Linked DNA regions of Mus musculus: regions 1 and 3 are each linked to region 2. A link is a contact called in public promoter capture Hi-C data. All regions are on one chromosome and are shown on one strand. Each heading gives the region's core, a stretch centred on a gene start, on an enhancer-like site or on the middle of the called end of the contact. The rest is flanking DNA. Distances are from core to core; before and after follow the strand shown.

Region 1 (3,266 bases), core at 371-2,870, 1.1 Mb before region 2:
GCTATTTTTAGAGGGCTCTAACTTCCCACTTAGGATGCGAGGCACCCAAGAGCCAGTGGCTGTCTAAACCGTGGACTGCAAGGCTAGCTCATTAGAGAGCAGATGCCAGAGTGACAGGCGCCCTGTCTTCACTCTGCCTGTTTGTTGTGAGGTTTGAAGTCGGTGAGAATCTTCCTATTGGGTGATTCCCCTTTCACTCATTTATCTGTGAAGCCCGGAGATAGCTTTAGAGAAAACGGAGCGATCTTCAGGATCTATTACTAGACTCTCCACACTATTACTCCAGCCTGGGAAAGTCCCAGACATTAGCAGATCACAAAAGAGGGGTGCAGAGTCCCCAAACCTGCCAGGAAAGGTCGGTAGAGACAGGAAAGGCAAGCAGACTGCAGTGGGGGTTGGCATGACCTTGAGCAAAGGGTTCTGAAGCCCTTACAGGGGCAACAGTGGGACCCAGGGTGAAAGATAAACCCTGTGGGAGGGAGCCCCCACTAAGAAAGAACCCAGAATCTGGGTTTAGAGTCTGGCTCTGCCAGGTCTTCGGAATCTCATGGGGAAAGCTGAGAGAGGTAACTAAACAGAGAGCTGGGGAGGTTCCGGGTTAAGGGAGTTATCACAGGTGCCACACAGGGAACTGAATTGCCTGAGCCTGCCCAGTTCATTTGGTCACTTGTTTTGCCGAGGTGCTGCTAGCAACTCAGCCTAGAGATGCTCCCAAACACCCCAGGCACACTTCCCAGGCTATTCCGAGGGCCACAGTGGGTCCTAGGCCAGGATTTGAGTTCCAAGAGCCACCAAAGTCTCTGACTTTTGCAGCTGTGTCCTCAGCATCCTTACCCTGCCTGAAACTGCAGAACAGGTGCAGGGGAGTGTAGGCAGTTCAGAGCACGCCCTGGCCACTCTCGTGGCCCCGGGTACCATCTCTTTGAAGGACCCTAACTTCACCTTACAAACAGGAAAACGAGATCCAGAAAAGAAAGGAGGGTTGCCTAGGCCGCCCCTCAAACTGGAGACAACCAGTGGCCTCCTGCCTCTACCTGGTTGCGCGCAGCGAGGCAAGCGCAGCTGGTGCTTTAAACCTCAGCTAGTTCCAGCAGTTTGGGAAACTTTTCAGGCGCCGGCCAGATCGGTGCTCAGAGGACTCAGCGTCCCCCGAGCGTGTATCCCCTTCCTCCCCAGACTCCCAGGAGGGCTCGTGACCAGCTCACAACGTGCCAATGCCCAAGGCACCCCGGGCGGCTCCCAAGGTCCCCGGGAGACCAGGTCTAGTGCCCCGGGCGCCCTGACTAGGGTTGGGCGCATCAGGCTGCAGGGACGCTTAGCGCCAGCGACCCGATCATCAGGCTGGGGAACCGGACCCCGATCCCCGAAGGCCACCCGAGGCGGCGGCTATTTATAGAGGGAACCGTGCTCAGTCCCTTCTCAGCGGCTGCGACAGCTGAATATTTTGCCCAGATATGGCTGCGCCCCGGCGCGGCGGCAGGGAGCCCCGCGAGGCCGAGGGGGACCTAGGGATGGCGGGCGGGGGGTCTTACCGGGATGCGGGGTGGCGCGAGCGCGGGCGGCGGCAATGAGCGGAACGCGGGGCTTGGCGAGTTCCCTGGCGGCCGCGGGTGGGAAGCCGGGGGCGGGCCCTGTTCTGCTGTCACCGCGCCCCGCCCCAACCCGCCGCCCTCCCCGCCCTCCTGCTCTACCAGGGGCGACAGGGTGCTGCGCGGTCCCCGGCCTGGGAGCAACACTCGCTATTAGGATCTAGGGCCACCCCAGCCCCGGAGGCAGGGGAATGTGTGGTTCCCTGCCTTGTTCTCGGTTTCTCCAACTTGATTTTATGCTACGTTGGAGGTATCTGGACAAAGTCGCGCAGATCTTTACTCTCGTCTAGAATGTTCCAGTAAAGTCAGCACAGCTACACCTAGCTTCCTTTGAAGAGGCAACCTGTCCCCTCGGCCAGGACTGGCACGGGCCCAGGGCTTAATAACCATCTGTGGACGTGCAATTCCAACGCAGAATTGAACGCCTTCTCCCTACACAGCATTGAGACTGGAGCGTCCGAAATCACCACTTAAAATAATCGGAATGAAAGTTCCTCCTTCTTAAAAGGCTAATGTGTTCTCTCCAGAACAAACCACTTAAACCCAAACCGAAGCCTTTAAGTGTTTCAATAAACAAACGGCTCCTACCAACGAATCCAAACAGGCACAGGGAACATCTCCGTTGGATTATCCTACCGTATTTTTTGGTGAGGGAAATCTTAATTCCTAGATGCCTAAGGAGAAACGCTGAAAAGTATTTTCCTAATGCATTACTGTATTATAAAACCCTCGCCCTATTAAGAATGTCCTTTTCAAGGGAGAAGTGGGGTGTATTTTTAAACAAAGCAGGGACTTACTATTCCCAAGGACTTATTTTTAAGCGTTTTGTTGTGGGTGTAAATACTTTCAGGGCACATATTAGTGTGTAGCTTTCTGAATTTTATAGTAAGAACACCTGTGCAAGCCAACCAACAGCCTGACCCCGCTCCCCAGTCACCCACCTCTCCCTTCTAAGACACTGTTTTGTGGACCCTTCCAGAAGTCTTGCCCTTATTGTCAGGTTGGTGCCTCTTGCTCGCTGCTGAGGCTAATTTGTGACGCACCATTCTTTCCTACTGTTCAATTTATAGGTTTCATCCCCAGCGAATTTACCATATGAACATAATATGGTATTTCCATATGAATGCATCCTATTTTAAAAGTGTACTTTGCTAGTAGTGGAAATTCAGAATATTAGTGTGGCTCAGATTATTCTTTCTCATGGTCTGCAGGAAGCTGAGTTGGAGAGTTGAGTCTCTAGGAGAGATGAGCAGAGGATTAATGCTACTTGCAAGTGGTTCCCACTTAAGTTAAACCACTTCGGTTTAACAAGAATTGCTACATTGTAGCTACACTGGTAGAGAGGAGCCGCATTCATTGAGGCTTTGATCCACAACACCAATGCCCTGTGTTCACATTTGCTGACACCTTTTTGTTTATTGGCCAGCTGGATTTTCTTTTTTTGTGAAGTGTTCGTTCAAACTTCTTGCCTATTTTTACCGAAATACCCAATATATCAACACAATATGGACACATACCATATACCACATATGTAATATGCAACAGTGCGTATCCTTCCACTTTGCTCTTTCTCCTCCAGCCTTTTAAAGACAGCTGTCTCTGGCTCCCAGGTGCTCTGCCAGCTGTGTCTGGTACTTTGCTACCTTAGTCTCTCACAGGCAGGGCTCTGGTCCACTG
Region 2 (3,227 bases), core at 670-3,169:
TCACAAAACAAGGCTCTGGCACAGTAGAGAGGTTCAGAGCCCAGGATACCCTCCTCCACCCCCTACCCCATCCCCACTCCCACACAGGCAACACAAGGTCTTTGCCCTCTTGGAGCCTCCTGGAAACTTAAAAGCCAGATTGGGGACAACACGGGCCAGGTAGAGCTACTGTTGGGGACACCCTCAGAAGACAGGAAAATACATCAGATCAGCTCAAAGGCCGGCTGCAGAGAGCTGAAGTGCTTGCCCTGATAAGACCCTCCCCCGACCTCAGAACTTTGCTCAGGCTGACTCAGGACATACCTGCGGCATCCAGAAGTTTCTTGTCCACACGGTCAGAGAGGCGGCAGAGCAAGCCATGGGCCCCCACCACACCTTGCTCCAGATCCTTTCTGGGGATGGGGTCATCCGAATTCCACTGTTCCACCTCACAGCTGGAAGCAAAAGGCAGCCACTCAAAGGATGCAGGGAGCCTCCGAGGTCCTACAGCATGCACAGCTAGCAAACATGGCCTTCCACCTGCTATGGCCTTAGGCTAGCCTTTGTTAAGGTCATTCGTGGGGAGCCTCAGAACTGTCTGGAGTGTAGTTGAGGAGGGGGTGAAGTGCTGCCAAAGTGGGGAACACTGACAAGAGCTGAAGGCTCCTCTGGTCACGGGAGCACTTGAGTGTGCTTCCTTAGTAGCCTCAAATGTGAGGTGCTCCTCCAAACCCTTCCGTTGCACTCAGAGCAGTCCAGGTGTGTGCACACAGGAGACACTGGACAGTGGCTGGCAGGTCCCCAGGTCCATCTGTCTCTGCTCCTCAGCACCAAAAGTACCAACAAAACAAGTCCTTGGGAAAAACTGTACTGTGCTAGAAAAAATTTCGAAACAAGTCACAGTCCCCAAACCATCAGAATTTAATCCCAGCATTCAAAACGCAGAGGCAGACGGATCTCTATAAGTTCAAGGGCAGCCTGATCTACAAAGCCAGTTCCCGGACAGGCAGGGCTGCTACACAGAGAAATCCTGTCTTGAAAAAAAAAAATCAGGAAACAAACAAACAAAAACTGACTGCCGAGCACTCTCACCTCCTCCCAAACTGGCATGGTAACACAAAGCCGGCAGGACAAAGTGACCCGCCTGCAGCGGATGAGGACTAAGCATAAGGGCCAGGCCTGCCACCTGGAGCTGAGTGACCCCAGGGCAAGGTACAACAAGCCCATCCAGACTGTTTTCAAGTGATGCAGAAATTCTAAAGCTGACTTCACAGTCTGTGTTCACAGCTCCTGGCAAGGCTACCCACTAAACAAGGTTCAATAGGAAGAGAACAGTCATCAAATGGCCCCATCGAGTATCCAAGGAGGCAAGCCAATGACTGTCATAGTCCCTGAACACTACTTCTGCCTGCCAGCTAACCCTCAGTGGGTAAAATTCACAGCCTGCACCTTGCCCCATAGGCAATCTCACTTCACTGAAACATGGAGACCAATAGCCTGGGGCCCGGAGCAAGCTGCCTCCCGGAGAACTACGGCCCCAAACTCCAAGCCAGCCCCTTGGGGACACAGCTGGCAACACCTGAGCAAAGTCCCCATGCGCCAGAGCCACCCTCTCGGGTCCTGGCTCCGCTTCGCCTGCCTGCCAGGCACCCGGCTCTTGAGAGGTGGCCCCCAGCCCTGGGACAGCTCTGGAAGCCCTAGCGGCGTGTCTCCATGGGTGCAGGGGTGTTTGAGGTTAGGTGGACAGGACAGCGTGCCAGGGGCACGGCTGCAGCCCCCGTACCGACGCGGGCGCTTACTCTGCGGCCTGGGCGAGCGCAGCCCTGCCCTCGGCAGGCAACGGGCCAGTGACGAACACCTTCATGAGTCGCGCCGGTTTCATAAGACCCGCAGCAGCAAACACGTACCAGGCTGGCCTTGCAGGAGACGACGGAAGTGTGGGCGGGGCCGGCGTTAGGGGCGGGGCCGGCGCTGGGGGCGGGGCCGAGCCCGGGACCTCTATGGTCTGGTATAGCTGTGGCTGTAGCTTTGGAGACCAAGTGTCCCGGATAGAGGCTCTGTGTTAGTGTGGGTTGAGTGTAGGACTTGGAGAGCCTTCTTTGGTGTGTGTGCTTTCAAGAGTAACATGGCCTCGAGACTGTCAAACACCACTAGGAGCCTGGAGTGAGGGGCATTATGAGGAGGGACCTGTGAGAGAGACCTCTCTGACTATGCTGTCGGTATTGGCAAAGGAGAAAGCCCTGTGAGGCCTATCTTAGCCAAACTATCCCAGAGGCTTCTGGTTAAACACACGGAATTCTAAGCCGAGCCTGACCTGCATGCTGAGGGAGGAGACTGAGGGAGAGGGTCTGAGTCCAGACATTATAGCTTTAATACTTAGAATGATTCCTTACTGGGACTTTACAATTGTGATGATATTTTAGCCCATCACGGGCCACCCAGGCGAGCTAGACACAAGTGCTAACTGTCTGGAAGCAGTTCCTGAGCAAGCAGGGACCAGGTATGCTGAGCCACGGGTAGATCCAGGGTTTGCAGGTAGATGGGACTGAGTCTGGATCTTGGCTTTAACCCTTTCCAGTTGTTTGACCTTTAACCCTAATCTGCATTCCCACCCCTGTTTCTTCAGGCACATCGTGAGGTTAGCATTTCCTTTGAAGGTTGTTTTCACTACTGAACAGGGGTGCTTAGCCTGAGGGTGGCAGAGCTCAAGCTGCAATGCCCAGATGCCTGGGGCTAAATGCCCGATTCACCACCGTGAGCAATTATTAAACGTTGTGTGCCTCCATGTCTTCCTTATCTGTCCCATGGGGATTGTAGTAATGCTTGCCTTGGCTTGTTGAGAGATGAAGTATGTACTGTGCTTATAATAGAGACTAAGGCAGGCATGGCGATTATGCTTATAATCCGGCATTCAAGAGGTAGAGGCAGGACTGTTCAAGGCCAGCCCAGACTTTACGGCAAATGATGCAGATCCTGAAGGCGGTTTAGGACTAGCTCAGGGCCCCAGGCCTGTCCTTCAGCTCTGCAACCTCACTTCAGTCCAAGGGCTGCTCAGTGACTTGGTCTCTGGTCTGGAAGGGCGCCAAGGACAACACAGTGTACTCTTCACTGATTTTATGGGGACCCATGAGGACTCTAGTACAACACACACGCAGTGTTGACAGATGTCAACTGGGCCATTTGGGATGTTTATTTATTTATTTATTTATTTATTTGAAACACATAGTCCCCACCAGCCTCCAGCTAGC
Region 3 (3,558 bases), core at 62-2,561, 1.4 Mb after region 2:
TCTCTCTCTCTCTCTCTCTAACCTCGGTGTGGCAGAAAGACAGTCTGGCTGTCAGGCTGGACGTCCGGCTGACTAGAGTCAGGGGGTGGCAGTGCTACTCGACTCTCGCTGGCATGGAACTGGCAGTGGATCTGGGCACTGGCCCAGGCCAGAGCCTCACTGTGGAAAAGGGAAACGAAGGTATGGGAACCTAGTTCTTGACTTCACCAATACTTTCTCTAGAAAACTGTCTGACCAAGATCACCAAGGTTAGATGACTATCTTAGTGACCAGGGAATCCAGAACCCCTGAAATAAAACCATTACACAACAACATCAAGTACATTGAACTCAAAAAGGAGTGATACCGGGAGGAGGAGCAAAGGAGAGTAAGGGGTCCTGCCATCCACATATTTGTTTAAAAGCCCTTCATTACAATGAGCAAGAAGGTGGTGATTGATGCTAGTGTAGTTACTGAACAACCAAAGCTCTAATTAGAACGAGCGATACCAGGCTTCCTCCCGGAAGGGCCACCACCTCCAATACCAGCATCCCCACCTGGATGCAGAAGTGGCGGTCGGGGGAAGGGGATTAGTGACAGTCACCACACATTCCAGAGCCTCCCCCGCCAGAAACACAGGACCTCTGCTCAGCTCAGCTACCACTTCGATCATGGCAGCTCCGGAACCAAATCTAGAAGGAAACAGAGTGCCAGAAGTCAGTACGGGGAAATGAAGGAAGGAGTGTTTAAGACCTAGGCTTAAGTCTAGACCTGAGTCCGAGGGGGGCAAGAAGTGGGTTGTTTTTTTTTTTTTTTTCAAGTTTCAGTGAGGGTGGGAAGCACTGGGGTTTAAGGAGCTGGTGGGGTGGCGGAAACTGACTCCGAACTGCCTGCGGGAGGGCGTCGCTTTAGCTCCAGACCTCCTTGCGCCCAGGGTTAGGCCCCTTGCGCCGCCTCCCAGGCCTGCCTCTGTCCCCGCTTCCCTCGAGGCTCCACGTCCTAGCCCAGGACATCGCCGCGCGTCTCCAAACTCAGATTCTTACGCATGGAGGTCCTCACCTACCCGCCCCTGCGAGACCGGCTCGGAGCTCGGTGGCATCCGCGGAGTCTGTCGCGCGGCAGAGGCGGGACTTCCTTTGTCACATTTCAGGGTTGAGGCGCCCCTTCCGGTCCGACTTGCGGGGTGCTTCCGGCCGGAAAGGGATCCGGTGGTCCCGGGTCTGCGGGTCACCTTCCCAGCGGTGGCACCTGAGCGTGGGCGCGGGGGATCCTGGCTGCAGGGACCCGGTACCCAGCCCTGGAGCCGCTGGAGCCGCAGCCCGGGGCGGGGCCGAAGGTCGCCGGGAGCTCCTGGGCGGGTCCCAGAGGCGGTGCTTTGCGGGCAGGTACCGCGGCACCGCCCCCGTCCGTGGAGCTGGTCGGCCCTCGGCCGGGCGTGCTAATCACCGCGGCCCAATGACAACAAGGCCCAACCCTTCCCGCCTAGGATCTAGAGACGCGACCCAGGGAGAGGCCGTGGCGACTTTGTTGCTGTAGCCGCTGCTGCAGCAGCAGGAGCTCTCTGACTTTACCCAGATACCAACGTCCCACGGCTTTCCCCAGCATCGGGCCCTCCCGGACTGCACCTAACTGCAACTGGCATCAGCGTTTTGAAACGTCAGAAACCTGTCAGAGGGAACCGAGGCCACCGGGGTCGTGAGGACCCAGGATCCAGTGAACATGGTAACCTGCGTCCCGGCCTCAGAGCAGGTCGGCTGTGCCGAAAGAGATTCCCAAGTTTATTGTGAAGATACTGGCGGCACTGAGGCTGTGCGGGTTACAGACTGCGGGAGCCCCGAGGATAGTGGACCCCAGGATGAACCAAGCTACTGCAATTCAGAGGACTCTGGGCAGCTGATGGCCTCCTACGAGGGTAAAGCTAGGGGCTACCAGGTGCCTCCTTTTGGCTGGCGGATCTGCTTGGCTCACGAGTTTGCAGAGAAGAGGAGACCTTTTCAAGCTAACAACATCTCTCTCAGTAATTTGGTAAAGCACCTCGGTATGGGCTTGAGGTGAGTGGATTCCGTTGCCTAGAACGCCGTGGTTCCTATGATCCCATTCAGGCTCCCTGCCTAGGTTGGAAAGGTGGGCAAGCTGCTGGGCTCCTAGTTCTATTCCAGCCAGGTATACCATATCCCCTGCATTCTTTAGCCCTGCAGTTTTTGAGGGTGGAACTGAAGAACATTTTGTTTTTCCTTCATCCCTCTTTTCCTAGCATCTTGTCTTCTCGGAGCATTTAGTCCTGAAGTCAGTCTTTCCTATTTAACTGCTGGTCCCCCTTCCCCCCACCCCCACCCCCACCATGCACTTCCTCTTTCCCAGGCGTCCCTTTGAGATTAGCTATAATTTGTAACACGGTAGGAGAACGCCAGTCTCTGCTGTGCTTGATACAGTGTTTTATTTTTTGGAAGAGGAGGTTCTTTAGGCTGCATTACCCTGGCAGCTGACACCTTCTGTGTACCTTATTTAAGCGCATGCTTCTTCAGTCCCAGAATTCTTATGTCTCTATCCTCAAGCTCTGATTCCTGGAATAGTTGATCTTGGCTGTTGTCAACCCTAAAGAGAGGGTGAGAAGTTCACTCTGTTCTGTGACAGATGGCTTCCATACCAAAAATAAAAGCGAAGTTGGGATTGGGCAGAGTCCTAGAGTGCCACCTACTTGGGAGGCTGAGACAGGAGGATAATTTGAGCCTAAGAGTTCAGGGCATACTTGAACATCACAGTGAAAGCATCCTCCGGTAACAAGTGGGGAGAGCTAGGGATGAAGCCCGGAAGTAGAGAGCATGCCTTCTACCACGGAGATGCCTCCCCAGACCTCTTCAGATGACTTTAGCCAGCAGTGCTTTGCTGGTCTTCCAGCGTTTCCTCATATCCCAGAGGTTACAAACACTGCAGGGCAGGTTCTACAGAAGCTTCTGGATTCCCCACTGAGTTCAAGGACTAGTGATGAAGGAGCATTCCGATGAACAGGAACAGGCAGACAGACAGACAGAGAGCATCATTCTGAGTCACTTCACATATAAACACAGCACTGGGGAGGGAAGCATAAAAGTCACCAAACTCAGCCCCCAAAGCTTCTAAAGTAAGGGTCCCTTCTCTGCCGCGGTCGGTGCCGTGGAGCTGTGGTGGGGAGGCCACTTACCTAAGCCTAGCCCTAGGCAGTGAAGAGGGCCTGGCACTGCCTGGACATTTGGCTCCTGCGGGTGGCCCATCTCAGAGAGTCGTCCCTCCAAGTAAGTTAGGAAGCTAGTGGTCAAAGCAGACAAAAGTAACTTCAGGAAGAGTTTGTTTGAAGGTACGACCCGTCTGTCTGTCATGGCAGAGAAGTGATGGTGGCAGTCACACGGTATCGCAGCCAGGAGCAGAGAGCAATGAAGGCTAGAACTCGACCCTCTTTCTCCTTTCTATCATGACTCCAGGACCCCAACCCATGGAATGTAGTCACCCACAGTTAAGGCGCATCTTCCCATTTCCATTAACCTAAAGTATTCATTCCTCACAGGCACGTCCATAGGCTTCTCTCTTTGGTGGTTCTAGATC

What was found. Promoter capture Hi-C pulls out the DNA fragments that hold promoters and counts their contacts.
Region 1: a promoter capture Hi-C map of embryonic stem cells shows a contact between it and region 2, with 7 times the contacts expected there. The contact joins the promoter of Tmod1 here to the promoter of Grhpr in region 2. A contact is called at or near these places in 2 of 39 promoter capture datasets (embryonic stem cells and hippocampal neurons), 1 of 115 datasets of contacts at active chromatin or transcription factors (astrocytes) and 1 of 9 other capture datasets (pancreatic islet).
Region 3: a promoter capture Hi-C map of liver shows a contact between it and region 2, with 2.9 times the contacts expected there. The contact joins the promoter of Rgp1 here to the promoter of Grhpr in region 2. A contact is called at or near these places in 2 of 39 promoter capture datasets (both in liver).

What each region holds. Positions count from the first base shown.
Region 1 is chr4:46,037,576-46,040,841 of GRCm38.p6, reverse strand. It overlaps Tmod1 (tropomodulin 1), which reads right to left and starts at 1,620. Exons shown (of 10, transcript NM_021883.2): 1 at 1,533-1,620.
Region 2 is chr4:44,980,086-44,983,312 of GRCm38.p6, reverse strand. It overlaps Grhpr (glyoxylate reductase/hydroxypyruvate reductase), which reads right to left and starts at 1,919. Exons shown (of 9, transcript NM_080289.2): 1 at 1,779-1,919; 2 at 304-434. The coding sequence starts at 1,861.
Region 3 is chr4:43,576,488-43,580,045 of GRCm38.p6, reverse strand. Rgp1 (RAB6A GEF compex partner 1) reads right to left here and starts at 1,311. Exons shown (of 9, transcript NM_172866.3): 1 at 1,043-1,311; 2 at 537-671; 3 at 23-159. The coding sequence starts at 652. It overlaps Gba2 (glucosidase beta 2), which reads left to right and starts at 1,182. Exons shown (of 17, transcript NM_172692.3): 1 at 1,182-2,030. The coding sequence starts at 1,699.